Regions from separate parts of the Gossypium arboreum genome. Here regions 2 and 3 are each linked to region 1. The links are chromatin contacts, called in public Hi-C maps. All regions are on one chromosome and are shown on one strand. Each heading gives the region's core, a stretch centred on a gene start, on an enhancer-like site or on the middle of the called end of the contact. The rest is flanking DNA. Distances are from core to core; before and after follow the strand shown. Region 1 holds the start of LOC108472975 (BTB/POZ and TAZ domain-containing protein 4-like). Region 2 holds the start of LOC108470385 (formin-like protein 6). Region 3 holds the start of LOC108472965 (zinc finger protein ZAT10-like).

Region 1 (4,467 bases), core at 760-3,259:
CCCAAGGTTACAAGGTGAAGCAGCCTTACCATGATATCCCTCCCATGTTCTTCATCCATCATGGATTCAAGAAGTTCTTTTTCTAGTGCTGGATTGCTCTTCTTCATTGCTTTCCACCCTTCAGTTTCGCGAACGGCCTTGCAGGTCATTATGATCATACGGTGAGTGATCAGCGTTAGTCGAGGCGCATCACACAGTAATGAAAGCTGGAAGGCATCAACTACATTTTCTATAGTAAGCAAGCCATGCTCAAGTTGCTGTTCACAAACTCGCTTCAGCTGAGGAACAACATATGTGTGTGACATCACCAACAATGGCAACACAAATTCCTTCATTTCTTCTTTCTCATAACTACAGATCAAAACCAATAACAATTAGCACATGCCGGCATGAATGCATGATGTAACCACATGATCTCAGTGACACTGACAACAAGTTCAAAGTGTGAAGGTAACTAGTAATTGCCAAGGACTTACTGGTTCACAAAACTGAATTCGACCAAAAGTCTTCCAAGGCAAAAGAGAAGTTACCTGGAAGAGTACAAGAATCGAATGAAAGCCCGAACTGCATCTTGTGGAACACCATGGATGTGGATTGAAATTGGTCTTCTGTGACCAAATCCTTTTGCTTGTTTCAACATGCCTCTTAGTACAGGAGAAGCCATGCCCTGTTAGCAAAAAAGATCCAGTGAAGGGATTTGAGTCAATAAATTTGTTCAAGACACCATGTCCAAATTGCTAAATAGTTGCTATTAGCTTTATTTTCTTGTACATTAAAACACTAAACAACTCGATCCTACAAGGATTAAGGGGGCAAATGTGGCTTTCCTTTTGCTGGTTATGCTAAAAAAATATAACAACTTGCTCATGAGCTAAATGAATCAATGTCGCATTCCACCAAATGGGATTTCATTTCCAATATCTATGGTCTAAAACTGATATATAAAATTAAGTTGTATAACCAAACCATAAAAAAATGCCTGGTTAAATCAACAATATACGGAATCGAGATTGTTCAAATAACAAGGGTATTGCTCAAAGCATAACGTCCATTAATTTCATCATTAAAGATAGAAAAGACAAGGAGCGCTTACAAGAATATTAGAATGCGCACAGATGATGCCACCATTATCAGTTTTAATGATAACATCAGTTTTATAGCCTCCATCAAAGAGCCTATCCCACAAAGCCCTGGTTGCTGTCGCGGCACAATTGTTTCCTCTTATGGCTGACCCATTCTTCATTAGTGACCCCTTCCGCCTACAATTTTTAGCTGGACCAGGTAATGGAGGTGGCGCTGGAAAAACCTTATTGGCACCTTGACAAGTTTGCTTTGTAATACATTCTTCCATCTTCCCCATTAACTTTCACTTTTGGAAGGCATTCAATGACAATCAAACTCAGGTTCTTTTTTTATTTGATCTGACAAAAGAATGAAATAGCAGAAACTTCGATGAGCAACACAGAATCACAAGTTTCAATTTGCATATTTATAGAAACATGACCAAAATTAAAGATTAATGAAATCTAAAACATGGGTTTTCAAGAAAAAACTCACCTTTTAATCTAAATCAAAAGTGTCTGGGATTTGGAAAATGCAGAATCAATAAGAAGAAATTAACATGTTTCCGTACAAAATCTCCAACGAATCTCGAAGAAAATGAACTCTTTTTAATTATATGAAAAAGAAAAAGCAAGAAAAAGAGAAGAATGGATATGGCAACGATCTATCAGTTCCTCCGCCACTGCCACCGCCACCAATTCGGGTGCAGAGGCCGGAAAAAAAAGTGAACCGGAAAAAACCGCCAAGGAATTTAATATTTAAAAATAAAAATAAAATCAACATTTATGTGCGAGTATAACATGCACGATTCTTCTTGCTCACTTCACGCGCTTGATTTCAATGAAAAAAAATGAATGGTTTTGGACAAATTCCGTTTTACTTTTTACAACGGGTGGTCGGGCGCTTCTATTTTAATGGTTGGTTGCTTTGGTTAGTTACGTGGACGGTGTGGGGCGGGAGTAAAAAATTGTTCTACACAAAGCCGTTTTGCCCTTACTTTTGTGCTTCACTGGGGGATTTGATTCCTCCTTAGGTGAAATTAATTTCGGTAAAATAATAAATTAAATATTATATTAATGAAGTTACAATCAACAATAAAATATAAGAGTGATGTAATTATAATGAGAAGGAAAAATAACTACTAAGGATATTAAATTAAATTTTATATATTTGATAAAATAAATTAATTTACATTATTATTATATTTAAATTATATTTATTTATGTATTTACATAAAATTAAAAAATTATTAACTATTATTTGAAAGAAATGAATTAACAATAAATATTATAATTAAGAATATTAAAATAAAAATTTATTAAAAACATTATCATTAGCTCAAAAAGATAACAAGGTATAATGTATTGTTTCGTAGTATCCATAAAAGCTAAAATAAAAATATAATTATTATAAAAATAAGGTCATAATAAGAAAAGAAAGTAAGCTCCATGAATAGGCACTAAACATTGACTAAAACTATGTTTCGATCTATTAATTTTCAAATATTACATATTAATTACTAATATAATTAAATTGTTATATTTTGATGTTTAACTTTAATACCTCTTAATTAAATGATGCAACAGTATTTTAACACAAATGATTAATGACTAATTTGACACTTAAATTATTATTAAAATATCATGTTAATATTTTTAGAATTTTTCTTAACAATAATTTTAAAATGTTCAAAAAATTAAAATATCAAAAATTAAAAATCATAAAATTCTAAAGAGGGAAATTGTTGCTAAAATATTCAATTTTTTCCTATATAGTTGACAACATGACCATTTTTATTTTTTTAGAATATAAGCTGGATTTATAAAACCAAACCCAAGACAATGCCATTGGGCTACCAGAATAATTAGCATAAACACACCAAGACATGGCCCAACAGATTGCCCCAACAATTAACAAAAAAAAAAAAAAAACCAGCAAAGCTTTTTGGAGACGCTTCACAAAGCAGAAAAACAAGTTTTAGAATTCTCCATCACCAAATCGACAAAAGCAACAAAAACCAGGGGAAAACTGTTCATCTTCCTTGGGAACGCGGCGGTCAAAACTTTTGTTGCTTCTTTATCCTTCATCGTCCAGTGCGTTTTAGTCCAGAGCTTCCAACAAGCTACGGTCTCGCTCAATCAGTATCACCGCAACCTTGGGATCCCATACCTCAAGAATATCCCCTATTTTTGCCGAAGACCTTCCCTGGCTAACTGGTTCGCCGCTTCGTTGGCCAATCTTTTCACATGCAGAAAGGTACAGCTTTGAAAAACTTTACTCAGCCTCTTCACGTCTTCCATATACCCCGATATTTCGGAGGAATCTGTTTCATCTTTAGTTGCCTTCTTAATGACTGTTAGAGAGTCACCTTCAACCTCCAGGTTTTGTACATTTAGATCTAAGCATAACCTCAACGCCTCCACACAGAGCCTAGCTTCCGCCGCAAAAGGCGAAGAAATCCTCTCATGCAAGGTAATTTAGATGCAATGACATCTCCTCTTGAATCTCTTAATAAAATTCCCGAACATGATATTTCTTCATTCTTTCAAAATGCAGCATCAAAGTTTACTTCTATGTACCCCTCTTTCGGGCATCTCCACCGGTCTCCTGTTTCAACTTTCAGAGGTAATGCTGTTCTCAAATTATCTAGCTCTTTGATATAGTAGGGTTAATGTATATTTTATTCTCTGAATTTTACAACTTTTATTTAGTTGAAAATCATTAATCAATATGGTACCTTTTTAGGTACCTAATTGACATTATTAATTACCAATAAAATAAAGACGTGCGTCTTCAAAATTTTAAAATACATATTAATATAAATTTTAGGGTTTCAAAAATAATATAAAAGAATTATTATTATTTCACATGCATAAAGAATCTACAAGGATGTTCACATTTAGATGAATCTAGACTTATATTTATCTAAGTTCATTTTAAATGTGTATTTTTTAGTAATTTACTTTTTATAATTTCAAAAATATTAATATTAAAAACTTAGTACTTTTTTATTTTACATGTATAATGAACTAAGATAAATGGTTGTTGAGATTTAAATGAATCTAGATATCTATTTATCTAAGTTCAACCTGGATGTGCAATTTTAATAATTTCATATTTTATTTTTTTAAACTAATAATATAAAAACATGTTATTTTTAGAAAACCTTGTGTTTGAATGAATATTTTAAAATTTTGGAGATTTTAAAATACTAGCATTTTAAAATTCATTAATTTAAAATGCTAGCAATTGTAATTTGCTTGATTGAAATAATTGTATTAGGAAAAATAGATTATTGGAATTTTAAATTAAAAATAATTATAAAATAGGAATAGTTTATTAAAATAAATAATATAAAATTTTAATATAGGTATCATTAGATTTTTAAAAAGTAATAAATATTTT
Region 2 (4,278 bases), core at 961-3,460, 430 kb before region 1:
AATAAACCCAAAGGATTGGCCTACTCGGATTAACAAGTTTCAACCAATTATTCGGGATATATCCATTGAATAACAGAAACATAGGGTCAAAATTTTATAGTAACAAAAACCATGTGCTTTGCTGTTGCTACCTTCCGCCATATGTTATCAATAATAATTTAACCATCAAAACATTGTTTATCTTTTATTCTTTATAAAAAAAGAAAAAGAAAACTCCTTTGTCATCATTACAAGCAAAAACAAAATTAATCTGTAAGTACTCTTTTACTTAATTAATCGCCTATCATACAGTTCTAAGCACTAACTAAACCCGTTTAAAGTCCAAAGGTATCTTCTCGTACTTTGTGAAAGAACTGGGAGAATATAGGAGGGGTTTAAGACTGATTAAAATAACCCAATATAAGTCATTTAATTACTATTACGTCTATTAAAAAAAAAAACCTATTACGTCAATGATTAGTTTTTAGAGAATATAATTTTTTGAAAATATAAATACAATTCTCGATTGCAGGCAAGTTGTATAATATTAGACTTCATAGCATGACCATCAATACATTTATATAATTATTATTACAATTAAATTATTAAATATATAAATTGATAATCAAAATATATTTGGATTTAGATTATAATAAATTTAAACATAACAAAATTTGGAATGAAAACCCACAAATGCAACATTCAAAAACCCCAAAATTGCAACCTTTACCAACAATTTATAATTTAAAATAAATCAATAATTATAGAAAATTAAGAGCAAAAGTCTAAGAAATTATTAGGAAAGAGCAGGGGTAATATTGGCTTGCAATTAAAATAAAACGCAGTACATCAGCAGAGCAAAAAAGAAGAAAAGGAATAATAAAAAGAAAAGGGGAATGGAGGCGTGAGCATGTTCCCCACATATGGCCCTCAACCAACTATACCAAGTGAGTCCGACTCCATCATACTTTTTTAGTACATTATATTTTGGGCTTCCGAAATTACATATTTCTCTAATTCTTCTCGTACATTTTACGTTTATTCGTTAACAAACTTGCCATTATTATTCTTCTTATAAGTATTATTGTTAACTGTTATGACCATCATGTATAATCGAATTTGTCACCATCCTTACTCATCCAATCAGAGACAACCCACCAAGCCAATCACTAAAGCAACCTCCCAAAGACAACAAAAAAAAAAAAATTGCATCATCATTAAGGTTAGATTTATAATATTTTGAAATAAAATTTATTTTTATACAATTCTTTTTAAGTTTTGAACGAAAATTGAAGATGACTAAATTAGTAAATTTAGAGAAATTGTTGAAATTATTTAGTTTTCAATTTTTGAAGAATATGATCTAAACAACTTTCCTTTTCCAAATTAGTTTAGATATCTAACTAAGGAGAAAGTCTTTTAGTCTAATAAAGAAATTAATCTTTCAACTTTTAAATTGGAGAATAAATATATTTTAAAGTATTTAAACTCACATTATCTTACATTAATTATAATACCGATACCAACCAACCATACTATTTAATATCATATTGCAATCGAGGAGGTATATTTTTAGTTAAATTTATGATCCAATTTTATACATGTGGTTTTGTTTGGATTGGATGTTTTGTTCAAACAAATTAATTATATATAAAATTTAATGTTTTAATTTTTATAAATTGAATTTATATGGTAAACAGATAAGTTATGCTAGACTTTTTGGACAATTTGTTTTTCAAAGACAACCGGATGTAACTTGTGGGAACATTTAATTTCACCTTTTAAAGTAATTTATATCTATATATAATTAAATTTAAGACCATTAATTAAAAAATTAAATTTCTTCCATTACTTATTTGTACATTAGCTTTCTATACAGAACTTTCCTACTAAAATTATTTTTTTCCTCTGGTTAAAATTTCTATTCACTTCAGGCTTACTATCCACAAAACAGTCAAAGTTAATAATAATAATAATAATAATAATAAACCTACAAAAGAATTACTCCTTTCGGAATATCTGATATTCTTACCATTTGTAAATTTCAGATTAGGAGAATAAATTTCATTAATAATCTTATATTTTACTCACACCGTAGACTGACGTTGACGTAGTTATGACTTTAAAATTGGATTAATGATGAAATTGAACAACTAATTGATTTTTAATTGGATTGTTTAAAATAGGATAGATATTATTTCAAATAAAATAGTTGTTGACAGCTATCTTGTATATTCTTTTTAACATAAATATTTCTCCTGACACACCCACTTTTTTTTTTTTTAAAAGACACCACTCACTTTTCAGTTTTCAAATCATAAATTTATATTATTAATTTCTATTGTGATTTCGTTTAGAAGCTAAAACTTTTGTTTTTCACACTTGCTGAGTTCTTCTTCCACTCTTCCTATTATGTTTGGATTGAGTGGATGGGCAAGAACCGCTGATCTGAAGCAGATAAGGGCGAACAGGGGGGAAGGTGAGCAGAGGGCTGAGTGTTGATGATGGGGGGACTTTTTTTTTTTTTTAATTTTTTTTACTTTTTGTATTGTTCCTGATTAAAAGATATTGAGATGGGTAGAAAACTTAGACATTTAGGTGGGCATTTGTCCGGTTCGGCTCATGTTAACAATTTTTTCAGTCGACAGTTCAGAGTTCAACCGTTATTTTTATCGATTCACAGTAAAGAGGGCAAAAAGAGATAATAAATTAATGAAATATGTGGCATATATATCTGGGTCACGACAAAAGAAGAAACAATTCCATAAAATAATCGGACAGAAAAGGACATTAACGTGGTCCTTTAATTCCCACCATTTATAGGGGCATAATCGTCCATTTACCTGGAAAACAGCCCCCGAATACCATAGTTGATTTGCTATTCCTCTAAAATAGCAGGTGTCATTCCAGTACAGTCCGAATAATTAATTAAAAATAAAAAATAAAAGATGCGACTATTGCCGATCTCATGTAGCATCCAAATCTAGAGGCAGAAAGAAGCTTCCCCCGCAGTCTAAAACAGCAGTACTCATATTTTTAGTATAATTTTCGTCCTTTTAGTTTGCTGTGTTATGCATTTTTGGCTAAAGGGTCCAACAGTTAGAGAAACAAAGTCCTTTCCCCCCTTCAGAGATGAATCTTCGACCCTGAAATTTTCACAATGAGATTGAGATCTCATCCACATTTCACTTTTTTTTTCTTCTTGCTTTCATTGTTCTTGTCGTCTTCTTCTTCTGTAATTCAAGATTTTATCATTTTTCATAGAAGAATTCTACACCAACCGTTGTTTTCGGTTGGTTCATCTCCGCCTCCAGGCGCTGACACTTTTTTACCTTCACCGTCTCCGCCGGCTCCAGATAGTCCTGTTTACCCAGACCCAAGTCAGCCATTCTTCCCTGAAGTTCCTTCAGGACCAGGGCAGACCGCAGATCAGAATCAACTGCCTACCCCACCATCTGCGCCTACTAATGGCTCGATGTCAATCCCAACTGCAACCCAGCCTGCCAAACCAGCTAAAAAGGTTGCAATTGCCGTCTCTGTTGGGATTGTCACTTTGGGAATGCTATCGGGGCTTGCTTTCTTTTTGTACCGTCACCGGGTCGCTAAACACCCTGGGGAAACGCGAAAGAGGCTTGTTGGAGGGAACTCCGATAGGTCGCAAGAAGACTCTAGGGTTCCACCCTCCAGCTTTCTTTACATTGGAACCGTGGAGCCCAGCAGGAGATCGGTGGGTGAAGTGAATGGTGGAGCTAATGGTTCGCCTTATGGTAAGTTGAATTCAGTGAGGAGGTCGGATCGATATAGGCCGAGCCCGGAATTGCAGCCATTGCCTCCATTGGCTAAACCTCTTGGGCTTGAGAATTCACCGACGGCAATGCCATCTCCATCTTCGTCTTCTTCAGATGAAGAGTCTCGGGGGACGGCTTTTTATACCCCTCAGGGCTCAACGATCAGCAATGAAGAAAGCTATTACACTCCGGTTTCGCGTCGGGTTAATGGCAATTTGGTGACTCAGTCGAGGAATGAAATGAATGGGAAAACAAATTCTGTTCCTTGTTCTAAAAGAACTTCTCCCAAAACAAGGATTTTAGCTTCTTCGCCGGAAATGAAGCATGTTATTATACCTTCAATAAAGCAGCAACAGCAGCAGCCACCTTCTCCACATCCTCCGTCGCCAACATCGCTACCCCTTCAACAACCACAAGGTCTAGGGCCGGAGCCGCATGAGACTCAGGAATTTACTCACGCAAAAAGGCCGAAATTCTCCTCTCCTCCACCACCTCCAAATATGGCGCTACT
Region 3 (4,326 bases), core at 422-2,921, 480 kb before region 1:
AATAATATAACCATTCATAAAAAAACGATGAACATGCAAAAAAATTTTTGAAGAAAAAAGAATAAAATATAACAGCAAAGTCCACTCTAATCATTCGCTTAAACTGAATCTAATCCTTATTTCACTACGACTTTCAACAAACGTGGCAGCCGACGCGCTTTGCCGGCGGCCAAGGATTCTCCACCACTTCATCGTCGGTGGAATATTTATCTCTTTGGTTAACGTCGGGAGTACTTAGTTCCTGCGGTCCAGCAGGCAAATTTAAGTCAAAGTCACGTTGACTTTGGCTCGGTAACTTAGCACCATCGCTGCCGCTGTTGTTATTGCTGCCAGCTTCGTAGTGGCATCGCTTATGCCCTCCTAAAGCTTGACCTGAAGAGAATGTCTTGTTACAAATTGAACACACGTGATTCTTGTTACCAACTCGATTAATCATGAGAGGTAAATTTTTAGGCGGCGTGACTGTGGTGGCAGCAACAGCGGAGACATCAGCAGTGGTCTTGGTGGCGGCGGTGGTGATGGTGAGGTGATCTCCAGCTCCAACAACGAGTTTCCTGTGACTGGCCTTGTGTCCTCCTAAAGCTTGATGAGATGGAAATCCCTTGTTACAAACCGTACACTTGTAAAGGTTGAGGGAGGTTCTGGAAGCAGCCGAGGCTGAGGGAATGGTTCTGGTAGTTGTTCCCTGAGCCAGCATGAGAAGGCAAAGAGCTAAGTATTCTTCTTCGGTTGGTGGGTTTTCGGATCTGGGTCGTTTGGTTCTTTTCCTCTTGGTCCAGGGCTCAACACAGTGGAGGTCGACTATATCATCACGGTCCAGCAGTGGAGGAGCTGAAGTTGGGGAATTCAATGTGTCAAGAGCCATGATTCTTCTCTTGTTATGTGAGTGCTTCAGTGAAGAAGGAAGGATTGATTTTTATATGGAAGAGTGGAGGAAGTAGGAAGGAAAGTGGTTGATAAGTGGAGAGAAAGAAGGGTGAAAAGAAATTGCAATACTCTGCTCTCACCAATATTGGCACGTCTGAATCTGATCATAAAAGTCGTCCTTTGGAGAGTGAAGTGTGGTGTGGGCTATTATAGTTGTCAACAAAAGGAAATAAACAAAGGCTTCGTATGAATGGTAATAGATTTGATGTTTTGTTTCTAATGTCTGCTAAGTGGATACTTTGTATAATTGACTGTTTCCATTCAAACCAACAACCCCCTGTTCTTCAACTTTTCTTGCTTTTTTTTTTTTTTTTTTCCTTATCGATGAGTAAAAACAACAGTGAATAAAAGAGAAACTTGAAATCCATCCAAAAACATAGTCAAAATTCGTTAGAAATTAAACTGGGTAAGATGGCAAAATTGTTAGTAGTGGGAGAAACATTGGAGATGGCTGGGAATGTAATGTCGGTATCTGAGTGTTGATGTCCTGTAATAAATCCTCATCGATGGGAGTGCACCATGTTTTGCACAGCAGTAAGTGGGGACTTGACTTCCCTTTTCGGTGGTCTGATTTTTATAGAGTGGCGTGTCGCTCGGTAATAGCGGTCGTGACTTTGCCGGTGGTTGGTGAGTCTTCTCGGAATTACGTGGGTCTTCTTGTCATGGCCCACGTCTCTATCCACCGCTGATTGATGATGCAACGACCCATTGTTGACTTGTTGCTAAGACATCCAACCTCAACAGTACATTGCGAAAGGTAATTTGTTGGTATAAGATATTCCTATACTCTTATGCAGTACATTTCCTTAGTATTCATGTAATGGTAATGGTACAACGCGTTATGTTATTGTACTGAACGAAATGGCAACATCGAAACGTAAAGGAGCTTGGTCGGGGCATCGAACCAATTCAAGGTTGAACTGAGAAACAACTTGAAATTAAACTTACTGGTTGAACCATCCATGTTGTGGCAACATAAAACTCCACAATCCAGATCCTTAACCCTGAAAACTTTGTAAATCGCACTTCATATACTAAAGATTTACGCAACTTGCAAATAGAAGTTTCAATCATCCAAGTAAATTGAAGAAAACAATTAAAATTTTAATTATTAAAACCCAAGCCCATATTCATACTAAAGCCCAAAATAGAAATATTAATACTGATATATTAAATCCAAATGGTAAATTAGTTAAGTAATTTTATCCTTTTACTGTATAATTGAGGTCATTAGTTAATCTCATAGTGAAAATTTGTTTAATATAATTTAGTTTTTAATCTTAGAGGCAGGGGTTGTCAGTCCGGCTCCTAAAATGATTTTTTAATTATAAATTAGTAAAAGTAAAATTATACTTTATCTCTTAAAATGATAAAAATTGATTTAACCTTTTAAAAATTATAAATATATAAACTATTAAAATGGTGAAATTATATTTTTACTATCATAAAATTACAATTTAATTTTGATCCCTAAAAATATTTTCTCGATCACTTCACCCCCGCTAGAGTATAATTAGTACTATTTTTAATATAAAAACATATATTAAATAATATTATTATCCTTTTGAGTTCAATTAGTTTTCTTAAAAGTATAAAACAAAATAAAAATAAAATCTTTCATGTTAAACTCTAAAATAAAAATAAAAATAAAAATAAAAATTTGTGACTTAATTTGAACAAAGTAATGATTAAAACTCTTATTAAATACTCGCTTGACATAAATTGAATACCCTTAATATTATATTAAAAAATTGTTTTAAAAGGCTGGTCACAATCCCCAAACTAGCCAATAAATTTGTATAATTACAACCAAAAGAAAATAAAGTATAAAATATATATTTTAAAAAATCAAATAAATCAATCGAATCAAATAAAAACAATTGGTTCAATCAATTTTGGTACTATAATAGATTCGATTTATTTAATTTTATTGGTTTAATCAATTTATTCGATTTTTGGTAGATAAAAATCAAATTGATCAAATGCACGCCTTGATGTAAGACTAGAATTGTTTATAACCTATTCTCAATATATAAATAAAAGGATAATGCTCTTTAACGTATTTAAATTCATATCTCCTTATATTGATAACAATATTCGTTACAATCGAGTTGAGATTAAATTCGCCATATTTGAAGAACAATTCTAAGGCCTGCGAATCTGTGATAGGATAACCCCCTGGTACAGTAGTTAAAAAGACAATTAATTTTAAGCCGTTTTTGCTTGCATTCGTTCCACTCCCTATGGTGAAAAGCAAAAGACATTCACCCTGAAATCAGATCCCACAAAATCATGCTTTATTCTAAAAACAAACTCATTCTCTTGTTCGACTGAGAACAAACGAACATTGAAGAAAACCTGAAAGAACATCAAGACATTTAATTAGGAACTTTTTTATAAAGGAAGCAAGATGCTTGAGACTAGCTTGAGAAATATATAAAATATTTTTATAGTGAAATATGTATTCACTTGGGTCAGAGTTGATAATCATAGCAATCCCTCCAAATTGCAAGTCCCTCCATTTCTCTTGGTATTCAACCAGTAGTTATTAAAAGCATAAGAAGCATGAGCAACAACAACGTCTGGGTAAAACAGCCCCCATAAGATATAATCACTTCATAATTAGCACCGCCTTCACCATAGGTAGAGTCCGTTGCTTCTTGGAGAGTCTCAAATGAACACACACACATACACCCCATAGCTTTTGCACCACCCCTATCTCTGATGCTGGTGTCGTGTTGTCATCCAAAATATAAAGAGGCAAATAGAAAGCGTCAGGTGATCTGGGGAGAAAAAAAGGTGGAGGAAGCTCAAAAGTGATGGGGAATGAAAAGGATGGTGGTAGAGGATCACTAGGACAGGAAAATTGAGGCGGTGAAGCAGTAGGGTCCTGAAGGGGTTGTGGGATTTTGGCTACATTGGCAGGCACAAGAAGCCAATATATGAATGGAAAGATGGAGTGATTTTTGGCAAAAGGGCTGACCTAGTTGGGTAGGCTTTGAAAAGCCTGGAATCCATGACTAAGAGCTTACTCTTTATGAGCTTTTTATTTGGTGACTATAGACTTAATAAAATTCTATTCTACTCTTAGTAATTGAGGGCAAATATTATTTTATAACTAAATAAAATAATGTTGTAATTAATAGATCAAGAGTAGTAGATACTTACTTAAAAATTATTTTAGCCTTAATTAAGTAAGTCCAATTGTCCCTATTCCAACTCAACACATCATTTTATAGATTATAATTAGGACTGATATATTGAAGGAATGAAAACGATGAAAAAAGAAATAGATTGTATGTATAACTTGTAACACCCTCACCTGACCGGTCACCGGATTCGAGTATAAAGTGTCACAAATGGACTGGTTTGGATTAAATATTATTTTTAAACTTAACC

The links. Hi-C and Micro-C count contacts between places; a contact is called where the count stands out from the background.
Region 2: a contact with region 1 is called in a Hi-C map of leaf, with 4 times the contacts expected there. The contact joins the promoter of LOC108470385 here to the promoter of LOC108472975 in region 1. A contact is called at or near these places in 2 of 5 Hi-C or Micro-C datasets (both in leaf).
Region 3: a contact with region 1 is called in a Hi-C map of leaf, with 3 times the contacts expected there. The contact joins the promoter of LOC108472965 here to the promoter of LOC108472975 in region 1. A contact is called at or near these places in 2 of 5 Hi-C or Micro-C datasets (both in leaf).

The regions. Positions count from the first base shown.
Region 1 is chr11:40,830,596-40,835,062 of ASM2569848v2, forward strand. It overlaps LOC108472975 (BTB/POZ and TAZ domain-containing protein 4-like), which reads right to left and starts at 2,010. Exons shown (of 6, transcript XM_017774543.2): 1 at 1,558-2,010; 2 at 1,094-1,421; 3 at 531-667; 4 at 30-351. The coding sequence starts at 1,360. It overlaps LOC108471241 (a long non-coding RNA gene), which reads left to right and starts at 2,895. Exons shown (of 4, transcript XR_008274599.1): 1 at 2,895-3,318; 2 at 3,444-3,534; 3 at 3,619-3,687.
Region 2 is chr11:40,404,090-40,408,367 of ASM2569848v2, forward strand. LOC108470385 (formin-like protein 6) reads left to right here and starts at 2,211. Exons shown (of 4, transcript XM_017771667.2): 1 at 2,211-4,278. The coding sequence starts at 3,140.
Region 3 is chr11:40,347,226-40,351,551 of ASM2569848v2, forward strand. It overlaps LOC108472965 (zinc finger protein ZAT10-like), which reads right to left and starts at 1,672. Exons shown (of 1, transcript XM_017774533.2): 1 at 1-1,672. The coding sequence starts at 865. The coding sequence ends at 134. It overlaps LOC108473059 (a long non-coding RNA gene), which reads right to left and starts at 3,939. Exons shown (of 2, transcript XR_001869639.2): 1 at 3,397-3,939; 2 at 2,988-3,285.